Linked DNA regions of Arachis hypogaea: region 2 is linked to region 1. A link is a contact called in public Hi-C data. All regions are on one chromosome and are shown on one strand. Each heading gives the region's core, a stretch centred on a gene start, on an enhancer-like site or on the middle of the called end of the contact. The rest is flanking DNA. Distances are from core to core; before and after follow the strand shown.

The links. A called contact is a pair of places that touch in the nucleus more often than the background predicts.
Region 2: a Hi-C map of leaf shows a contact between it and region 1, with 2.2 times the contacts expected there. The contact joins the enhancer-like site here to the promoter of LOC112726997 in region 1. A contact is called at or near these places in 2 of 8 Hi-C or Micro-C datasets (leaf and an unstated tissue).

What each region holds. Positions count from the first base shown.
Region 1 is chr12:16,347,297-16,353,155 of arahy.Tifrunner.gnm2.J5K5, reverse strand. LOC112726997 (myosin-16) reads right to left here and starts at 4,480. Exons shown (of 4, transcript XM_025776576.2): 1 at 3,826-4,480; 2 at 3,124-3,263; 3 at 1,894-2,132. The coding sequence starts at 4,116. It overlaps LOC112729757 (myosin-9-like), which reads right to left. Exons shown (of 25, transcript XM_029291039.2): 22 at 5,818-5,859; 23 at 4,872-5,086; 24 at 4,669-4,773; 25 at 4,588-4,593. The coding sequence ends at 4,588.
Region 2 is chr12:16,501,661-16,507,228 of arahy.Tifrunner.gnm2.J5K5, reverse strand. No RefSeq gene overlaps it. Among protein-coding and RNA genes, the nearest start is that of TRNAG-GCC, 38 kb to the left of the region's middle. Within about 2 kb of position 1,673, at least 2 of the 3 cell types and tissues checked have open chromatin away from gene starts, as enhancers often do.

The DNA of each region.
Region 1 (5,859 bases), core at 3,231-5,730:
TGTTACAGTTAGACACTATTATCCTTGACTTTCATTTGTAAATAACAGATGGATAATGATAAAATTTATAACAAGTATATCCAATGTAAACCTTTTATAGTAATAATCATTACCATCATGTTAGATAGTAAAGGCTTTTAGGAGTAGCTAATTTTTCTTGTATATAAAGAAAGGTATGATGGTCAAATAAATAACTAGTTCATGTAACATACCTCTTTGGGCCCTCTCTTATTATTCTACACTCTTAATCTAGATTCTAAGGACGATGGTGACAAATGTTTCTTAGTTTATAAGATCTGCCATTAACTCCATTGAAAATGTCTATAATAGAATAACTGGTGAATTTTGTTGCTCAAGGAAGTCTGGTTTAGTCAATTACCTCTGATGGCCACATCACGGTTTAAAACAGTCCCTAATCCTTAAAACGCACAGTTTCAACGATTCGATATTGTAGTTTAGTAGTTTGACGTGATTCAAAGTGAGGCAGATTACTCAATGTTCTATTGTCATTCTTCACATGGTATTTATTTGGTGATATATGTTATATGTGAATGCTGTTGTCAGTAGCGGTGATGATAAATAAGCCTAAGCAGAATTTTCTATCATTTCCAAACCAAGGTCCAAGGAATTAGGATGTCTCAAATATTTTTGGGCAATTGAAGTAGATTAATTATATTCGTGTATTAAAGTGAATGGTTTATCATATTGATCTGTTGACACTTAGATTTGGACATCAATTTGTTAGTCGCACAGGGATAGGTAGAGCTCATAATTCGTAACCAATCATGAGAGATATCAGAGGCTGTTGGAAAATTGAACTACCTTACCATCACTTGGCCTGTCATATCCTTTGCAATTAGTGTAGTTAGCCAACTCCTACAGCCTCGTTAATTGCTAGTGTTTGGTTCCTATCCTGGGACAGAAAAGATGGAGACAATGTGACGATGAGACGCGTTTCATGTGTATCTTCTTTTTAGAAGTACATAAATTGTCTTAAATATTGTCCCTGTAACTTGCCTTTGTATCTCTCGATTTTGGAATTATAGAAATTATACTAAAAATTCTCTTTAAAATAGGACAGTTTTAAGATCTTTATTCTTTCCCATGTAAGGTTGCAATCCAAATACTGTGATACATCAAAAGAAGCAAGTCTAGAACTCCTATGTGAAGACAGGGTAACTCTCAAGAGTTAGATTTATAATAGACGATGATAGGGGACAACTTGATATATTGGAAAAGTAACAGAAGTGATATTCTGATTAGAACAAGTGCAGAAGCATAATACATAAGGTGATATTCTAGAAAAGTGTGAACTCATGGCTTAACCGAGTTTTTCAAAATCCTATTAATTAGTCCAGTGCCTTGGGATATTCAATAGTACACCCCAGGTTGAAAAGGGTACCTCTACTCTTAATTTGAAAATTCCATTTTTGATAGCCTAATGCAGCAAGTGAATGCTAACATAACTAGGACGTTGAAATTTGTGAAGAAAGTTAAGAAGTTCTATCTCATGTAAAAGAGCAAAGATTCTATGTCGGAATGCAGATTTTGCAATGCTATAGTGGTTGGAAAGGAATTCTCGGATTTTTAATAGTTTATCTTCAAATGTGAATTTCCATTTAGATTAGGATTATTGTTTTGATTTCTGTTTGGTGATCAGCACATGGTCTATTTAATAGGCTTTCTTGAAGTGATATTCAAAGGGATTGCCATACCTTATTGCATAGCTAAAGTTTTTATGTCAACTATATACTTTTCTTTTTGCACATGTCCTAATTATACCTTTTGTATTTGTGCAAGGATGGCTTATCCTTTTTATATTCAGTATTATCTTCTATTCTAATAATAAACTTTATCTTTCTATAAAAACAAGGTGGAGAAAGTTAGACTGACCTGACCCATCCTCTCCAGTGACATCCTGAACAACAAGTGGATAATGGCCTGGCTTAGAGGAAGCATCTGAATTTGGACCAGAGGCAGGAAATGTGAAATCAGAGTCTGTAGATGAAGTATCGGAGTTACTGGAAGCAACATCAACTCTAGCAATAGGTCGAAAAGTTGAACTCAATCTTGATGAAGTACTTAAAATCATCTTCAAATCGGCAACTTGACTTGACATGGAAGATATCATCCTGATACACACTAAATCAGATCTAGCATTAATCAAATAGTATTCAGTTTTGAAACTCAAAACTCAAGCAATATTAATATCCATATAAGGCAGACAATGTAAGCAATATTTACAATAGTCAATGCCATCTTCAATGGGGGTTATTATATTCTTCAAACCATAATGGCCCTATTGGTCTACAGTAAATTAAGAGTTTCCATTATCCTTTTTCTTTCTTTGGTTTATTGAGAATTTTCCTCTAAACATAATGAAATATGCAAGTTTTAGTGGGATGTAACCCCATTTTTATGGAAGCAAATCTTTCAAAAGTAAAATGATATCATTTCCTCATAATGTAAGACTAACTGAAAATCTTCCTTCAAACGACATGTCCTTAGAAACAAAGTTGCTCACATGTTTATTGATCGATTGATATGGTGAAGGACTACAACTGCAGCCTCTGGAGATGATAAAGGACTAACGGCATTTTCATCTCTCAAGCTTCAGTTTGCCCCATGTTTGCTTATGAAGATACTTTTGAGTATATCAATTTGGACAATAACTATTAGTAATTTAATTCAAGAGCAAGTTTTCTTTCAAAACTCTAATTAATTATTCCTTAGTTCAGCCTAAAAACTCTGATCCTGGTATCACAACTTTGCATATCTTATTCAAGATGACAGAACTGTTTGAACGTAAATATTTCAAAGGTCACAAGAAACCATCAGTGAATTACTGGATTAAATAAAATCAGTGATGGAAAAAAGTATCATGAATCAATATTGAACTCTAAACAACCAAGTCATCATAAAGCTGGGTTGTTCCCTTTCGGAACTCATGTGTTGGTTTCTATGGCTGCTTACACAAGTTCTATACGCAGTTGAAAGATACCATCACAGTTAAGTAAAAGTACGTAAAATATAGAGAAGAGATGGGGAAGGGGGAAGGGGGAGGGGGGGAGAAAATATAATAGCAGGACTCATGAATCCTCCAGGTAATAATATTAATATTACCTGTTCAATGACTCTTGAAGTTGATAAACTCTTTTTTCAGTTTCTGCTAACTTTTTCCGTAACTCTTCACTTGATCCTTGAGCTTCTACATATTTCCTTTCGCATTCGTCTGCTCTTACTTTTTCTGCCTGCAACATGACCTGTGAAAAGTGATATCACATAAAAAATTGTGAATTTAAAAATCATAATAATATGCCTAAAAAGGTTATGTGCACAGAAATTGTTCAACATGCAAAAAAAAAGGCACTAATTTTTTAAATAAATACCATATGATTCTTTAAATAATGCATTGATGAACACAATTCATCCTTGTCTTATATCACATATTCTGTTAATATATACTGCAGAGATACAAATTACCTTGTCAATGGGTTATCAGTCATGCTTCTATCTGCATTTCTAGGTTGTTTGCACACATTTCAGCCTTGACTTACCATAATCTTTATTTAACATCAAACTAACTAATTATCAATATCATCTTGCCTCTAAAAAGAAAGTAATAGAAAAAAGAATACTTTTGCTCGCTTATTTCTTTATAGTTTATACAGTTAATTTGTGATATAATTCAACAAAAATAAACTGGAACTCTATTATATTTCTATTTAACACATATTTTAGAAAATGTGAAGATAAAACGGTATAGAACCAGAGGTTCTTTATGTTTCAAGGCTTATAAAATAACAGTTATACTACTCATTTTACCTTTAACTTTTTTATTTCTTCAATAAGAACTTCAACCGTTTCACTTCCTTGTAAAGGACTATGGGATTCCCTAATAGCTTCAGTTCTTTCAACATGTTCGGAAGTAATTGTGAGTTCTTCTTGGACAGCATTTAACATTTCTTCTTCGATAGTACATGAGGGTTCTTCTTGGCTAGCATTTGAGGGTTCTTCTTGGAAAGTACTTGAGGGTTCTTCTTGGACAACATTTGAAACTGCTTCAACTGAAATAGTTTTGTTATCCACTAAATTCCCCAAACCCTGGCATTCCATGATAGCAAACCATTTGTTAAGTCAACAACAAGGACTTCAATAGAATCATGCAGACAGAGGGTTCTTCAGTTTTTTGCTATTGTCATTATCATTAGTGCCTTTTCCTATAATCACTATACAAATAGTAGATGAAAAATGATGAAGAGGCACATATGTAGATCTAAGGTGTAATAGTAAATTGTGACACATCAACATATTGTGTCTTGTTTCAACAGTGGGAGCAAATTGAAATAACTTGACATAAATAGACTGAATTGATTAAAAGAAAAAGTTAAGGGACCAAATAAAAAAATAGGTAAGAGACAAAAATTGTATTTTGAAATTGTCCTTACCCAGTGTGAGACTTGGTAGTACATCTAAAAGCTTTAAGCTATTAGGACTAGGCTCTGAAATAGTTTTGAACAGAACAACTATATATTCCCATACTGTAAAGATTCTATATATTATTACTTTGCTAATTGCTACTAATATCTATAACTACAATGAATATTACAAAGAAAAAGGAAACATTTGAGAATTTTAACAACACAACAAAAAATTTATATATACAACCTTGTCTTCGTCTTTCTCCATGGAATCATTGACACTTTGTGAAATGATTGCTGATTTCTTAAGGGTTTTATATTCCAAGAGAGCTCTATGCCGGCGATAATATGACTGCATTTTTTACATTCCTCAAGTATCAGGCAATAGAAAAGGTATTTAAAAAGAATGTGTGTGTGTGTGTGTGTTAACATTATTACAATAACTCTAACCTGAATAGTGATTGATGCAGAATTTTTCTTCCTATTTCTTAATTTATTTAATTTATCCTGAGCATCCATTGCTCGAAAGGCTGCCTGCAAATATATAGCTGCAACCTTTATCTTGCTGTATTCTTTTCTGGAAAGTTTTCCACGTGTGTGCTTTTGAATTCTGACTGCAGCCTTGCCCCTCCTCAGGTGATAAAATTTTCTCCGAGCCAGTTCACCTAAGAGTCACAACAGTTTAGCACCTAACAAAAATTGATTGCATAAATGGTTGTAGAAGTTTGCATAATAGAAAATGTTATTCTTGACGGTAACAAAGAAACTACACATAAAAAATTTATAAGGACCAAACTCTATAAAAATGTTTCAAAATATGTGTATTCATTTAGTGGCAGATAGTATAAGTACTACGCAGATATTTGTGAGATTAAGTGTAATGCTAAATGCTGATTGTTCACTCTGAATTATGTTATGTTCAGATAGCTCTACGTAGGACATGCTGGGTGGGGAAAGAAAGGTGACCATAGAAAAATAGTATGATAGTCTCGGATGAAACATTTCTATTTTTCAGCAATAAGAAACATTAGGACATTGAAAAGGATATAGGATTTCATTGCCAGTGTTTCTCCCACAATTTTAAGGGTTAGACCACAAGACAATGCATTGTTATTCTCTTGCGTTTTGGCGATGTTTGTCATGAACGATGTCCTTTAAACCTTAAATAAAGATATATGAATGATTTTTATATCCTAATTCACTCCAATATTCAAGAACTCCTTTAAGCTTGAAGTGTGAACAACTCAGACACATCCTAGCATGGGGCAACAAGGATCGAATCTTGCCTTTTGGTTATAGAAGTTCTAATACCATGTGAGAAATCATTTCTCCTAAAAGCTAAAGTGGTTAGATAGATAATCACAAATGGTTTTTATAGATGCTATATTTGACAGACCTCTACAAATAGATTGCATAAAGATAGAGGACTTGAACAATG
Region 2 (5,568 bases), core at 424-2,923, 160 kb before region 1:
CCGCGACCACCTTTCCCCCTCTCCCCTTTCTTCTTCCTATTCTCTCATCTCTTCTCTGTCCCCTTGCCCCACTCTCCTCTCCTCTGCCACCGAACAGCTGCCGCGCCCCTCAGTGACGGCGTTGCCACCCAACCTTCGCCACTGCGCCCTTACCGGCGTCCCAACCCGTCACCACCCCCTGTCCAAACCCTAACCCAGCCAACCACCCCCGCGACCCTCTACCCTCTTCTCCCCCTCGCGTCTCCTCTCAGCGTCGAACCACCATCGCGAACCAACCTCCCCATGGCCGAACCACCGACCCGTAGCCTCCACCATCGAGGAGCCATGGCGACCCAACCCAGCGCCGCCGCGGCGTCCAGGCCCCTACCCTTCGTGTGAAGCCCTTTCCCCTTCCCCTTGCTCCATCGCTCCTCCCACTGTCTTCGAAGGTTAGAACAGGGCAAAACCTCTGTTTCCATTTCACTGCGTCCTGACCGCTGCCACGTCGCCAGCGCCACCACCAGGCCAGCTGAGTTGCTCCGCCCGTTCCTCACCACCACGTTTCCTTCTCCTTCCCTGCTCCAATTTTCTGCTTCCCAGGTCTCAATTTTTTTCTCTTCTGTTTATTCTGTTTAGTATGTTACAGGTTATTAATTCAGTTTGTTTAGTTAGTTTAGTTAGATTAGTTTAGCTTAGTTGATTAGGTGGTTAGAAAATCTGAGCTGGATAGTGGATTTAGGTTTGTTTTGTTTAATGCTGCTGTTTGGAAATGTTGCTGTTTCATTGATTTTCCCAGTGCTAAATTGGCTTGTCTGATTCTGCTGCACCCCTGTCTCTTGCTGCTGTGCTTTTGTTCATGGCGGTTTGGAGTGAACCAGCTGCTAAATATTGTTAATGGTTGCTTGTGCAGTGATGATTTTTGCTCAATGTATGAATTTAAGTTGTTATTGCTGCTGAGTTCTTGTTTCAATGTGACCTTCATTGTTGGATTCAGTTGGGTGTAATTGTTTGAATTCTTATTGCTTACTTGTAATTGGTTGTTGAATTCAACAAATAGAATACTGCCTGAATCCATCACTTTTGTTCAGTGTGCTGTTTTGGTGCTGTGTTTTAAGCCATTATTTTTGTTCATTGTTCAAAGAAAGCATGCTGCTTGTTGCTTAATTGGTTATGGCTTAATTGTGCATTGCTATTTGCTGCTGTATGTTGGCTTATTTGTCATATGAATTCACATGTGATTTTTGTGTGTTCAGTGTTCGTAGATTCATATGAAACTTGGTTTGATTGAGCAATATTGGAAAATAGGCCAATTTACTGCTGAAAAGCTCCAAGCGCTCTAGCCGCTTCAAAATCTTGAGGCATAGCTGTTGAGTCGTAGAGCAACCAAGACAGGATGATGATGCTGCTGGTTGTGAGGTAGGGGGCTGTGGTGCTGCTGATGTAGAAGGCTGTGCTGTTGCTGTATGGCTTGATTCCCCAGCGGTTACCTTTCTCCTCTTTTTCTTCCCATCAGCCCAACCAGGGTAATCCTTCAGCCAGTCTTCACGAGGGATGAACAAATCCTTGTTGGGTATGATCGGTGTGTAGTCATCCGGATCCCATTCAAGTCCAGCTTTCGCGACCATCTCAGTTATCAAGACTGGAAAGGCTGCCTTCCGCTTAAGAGATACCGGTACTCACCACATGGAGTCCTGATAATCTTGGGTAAGTTGACCGGTTCACCCTCTAAGACAGCCCAAACCAGCACGGCCATCTCCCAAGTAATGGTGGTCTCATGTGTGGTCGGAATGGCAAAGCTGGTTAGAAGTTGTTGCCATATCCGAGAATCAAAAGTCAGCTGTTTAACCGGAAGACCAATTGGCTTAGGCACCTTCCCTACACTCATGACACATTCTGAGTTAGGGATGGCTATCTTTTTCAGCACCCTATCCCAGTCTAAGGCACCCAACTGGCGGTCCACTTGCGCCTTAGCATAAGCACATCTCCCTTTTAGTTTGGGTGGGATTTGGAGAATTTCAGCAATTGCCGCTTCAGTGATAGGAATCTGTTTGCCTCGAACCAGGACGGACTTGAGGTTGACATTATCGAAATTAGCATAAAACTCTATCACCCACTGGACGTTTGTTTCAGTCAACTCTCTATCCATGAAGCCCCACCCGCGGCTCTCAATATGAGAATCCACTAATGCTCGGAGCTCGCGGGGTAGTTCATCTATCTTCAATTCTCTTTCAACATTCAGCTTCTTCTTTTCCTTGAATAAATAATACTGACGAGCAGAATATTTGTTGGCAAACCGAACCGGGTCTTGAGCCGGAACTGCTAAGTCAGGATCCCGGATTAAAGCGACTTGTTCAACTGCTTTCTTAGAAGTAGATGCCGTTTTCTTAGAAGTAGAAGCTGGTTTCTTTGCTTGCGGTTTCCTCATTCTGAAAAATCAAATGTAAAAGAGAATATATTAAAATGTAATTACAAGTGAGGCAAGCAGGATGAGTAAAGCAAATCAGTCAAAATGCAATTTCAGCTCAACAGTGCACTAAAAGGATTTCAAGACAAATGCAAGCTACCACTGAATAAGCAAGTATCAAAAAGCTCAACAGTCACTCAGGAAATTCAAGAATTGAGGCAATATGATGGATTGTGCAAAATCATAAAATACATTTAATGAATTGTGCCAAACAAAGTTAAACATTTTAAATCACACCGTAGCTACAACATGCAATTCAAAATCCAAAGTAATCATAGAAGCACATTCATGAGCAAGTAGTGTATACACAAGAACCGAGTTCAACCAAGTAAGAAGAACAAGCTCAAACACCAATGTGATGCAGTTAACTAACAACACAGGATTCAGTTCAAAAACTTGAGTTCCGTTCCCAATATAACCCAAATCCAATGAAACACACAAAGTCGATGTAACTGGGTTAAATGGGACCAATTTAATGAATCTTGTACTATCAGACAAATGCCTTAATCAACCAAGTAGTCATGCAATCTTCATTCACAAAATCAATCAACCAAGTAATCATGCAATCTTCATTCACAAAATCAGCATCAATTGGACAGAGAGCCGTAATATATTTCAATAATTCAGCAGCGATGCAGTCAATCCAGTTCAAACAAACTAAAATTCAAACTTAAAAAGCGTAACAGCATGTTGAACTACACATGAACAGAGACTAACTCTAATCGGAAAAATCATAACTCTAGCCTAAAAGCAACTAACAGCATCAAGCAATTTAACTAAGCCAAATCACTGGCTAAGAATTAAAATTCTAATTAAAGCTAACGACACGAGATGACAGTAATCAATATACTCTCTGCTTCAATAACAACAAAACTAACAGCATAATGCAGAATTTCAGCAACAGGTCAATGCAAAACAACTTTAATAGTGAATCCGCACAGCCAAATATCACCCAACAATTCAGCACCAAAATGTCACCAAAACCACATAATCAACTGATTTTCCAAGCAGACCAAACAAGAATTTTTCAGCAAAACAGCAACAAAAATCAATTGATCAAAGTGCAAGTTAAACTCCAGAATCCCAGCAACAATATCTCAGAAGTCCAGCACAAGCTCAGTCAAACAATTAACCAAGTGAACCAACAACAATCTATTCATCAAGCATACAGAGTTGAATAATCTAAGGTTAACCAATTTCACATCATGAATAGCAACTCAAAATAACCGCAAACACTTCTATCAAGCATACACACTTGAATGATCTAGGGGTAAACCAATTTAACCCTACCTAAAACAACCTAACAACAGCCTAACAGATTGATCTTAATTAAAACCAAGAAAACCGAAGTAAAGGAAGAGGGAAATAAGCTGTAACCTGTATGAGGAATGATAAACCACTATTTTATGATTTATCTTGTGTTCAATTGAGTGGGTTTATCAAGTCTTTACACACTTATTCATACAGATTACATGAATTTACAATTCCTTCCTAGTTGTTAGAAACAAGAGACTAAACTAGAGAAAGAATTTGTGTATTACTAAGTGTATTCAAGTTGTCAAGTTGTATGGAATAATACAATATAAAAGGGTATTTATAGGTACTAAGAGAATCGTAATAATAAAGATGTAATCTCCTATAATAAATATTCAGATATGCTAAATAATGCTAATTGATCCTAATTGATCCTAATTATATTCTAACACTAGTTTTGTTCCATAATTGAAACCTTGCTTCCTAAGCCTTTAAATTGTGTATTTTAATTTTCCTTTTTTTTTCCATTCGATGTCGTGATCTGTGCGTTAAGTGTTTTCAGGCTTATTAGGACAGGAATGACTTAGAGGATGGAGGGGAAGCTTGCAAAAATGGAAGGAGCACAAGAAATAGAGGAGACAACCAGCGAGCAGCGACGCGCACGCATGGCTCTCGCGTGCGCGTGAATTGGAGTTCGCACGGTGACGCGTGCGCGTGCTTGACGCATACGCGTGACTCGCGAAAATGATCAGCGACACGTACATGTGACTGACGCGTACGCATGACATGCGCTACCTGCAGAATTCGCAGAAAACGTTGGGGGCAATTTTGGACCGAGTTTGGACCCAGTTTCCGGCCCAGAAACACAGACTAGAGCCAGGGGACAAGCAGAGACTCAACACACATTCTCATTCGCATAGTTTTTAGTTTTAGATTGGAATCTTAGAGAGAAAATCACTCTTCTTCTAGGTTTTCTACACACTCATAGTTTTTATAGTTTATGCTTTTGCTTTGAATATTGAGAAGAGTCACTACCTCCGTTGAAGTTGATACTATTCTAGTTTGCTTTCTTATTCCTTTACTCTTTTGATTACTTATTAACCCTGTTCAGATAAGTATGTTGCATTTTGGGATTTATTAATGCAAGGAACTATTTTTACTTTTAATTAATTTTCAATTCCTATTTTATTTAATTTATCATGCCTTCTTCTTATATTTCTGTGAGCGTTATATTCATGTTAATGGAGTAGACTCCCAACTTGACTTGGGGGTTGATTAAAAGGAGACCCTTGAGTTGGAATGCTCATTGGAAGTTGTTGGCTAACTCTCTAGGCACTAACGCTAATCCTTCCCAAGAAAGAGGATTAGGACTTGTGAATAAGAGTTAGCTCAATCACTTGACTTTCCTTTATTTAGTAAGGGTTAACTAAGTAAAAACAACAACCTCTTGATACTACTCTTGAGAGAATTCCAACAAGAATAGAACTTTCAATTAATCTTCCCCCGGTTAAGGCTTTTTATTTTGAATATATAAATCTCTTTTAGTTTTCATTGCTTTAATTTACAATTATTTATTTTCTGTTATTCAACTCTTAAAATTTCTCGAAAAACTCCTGATTAATAAAATAGCACCGTTTTGTCAACTCGTTGGGGCTTTTTATTTTGAATATATAAATCTCTTTTAATTTTCATTGCTTTAATTTACAATTATTTATTTTCTGTTATTCAACTCTTAAAATTTCTCGGAAAACTCCTGATTAATAAAATAGCACCCTTTTGTCAACTCGTTGGGAGACGACCTGGGATTTCTACTCCCAGTATTTTCATTCTAATTTTGTGACAACCCTTCTAAATTGATAAGCGAATTTTCG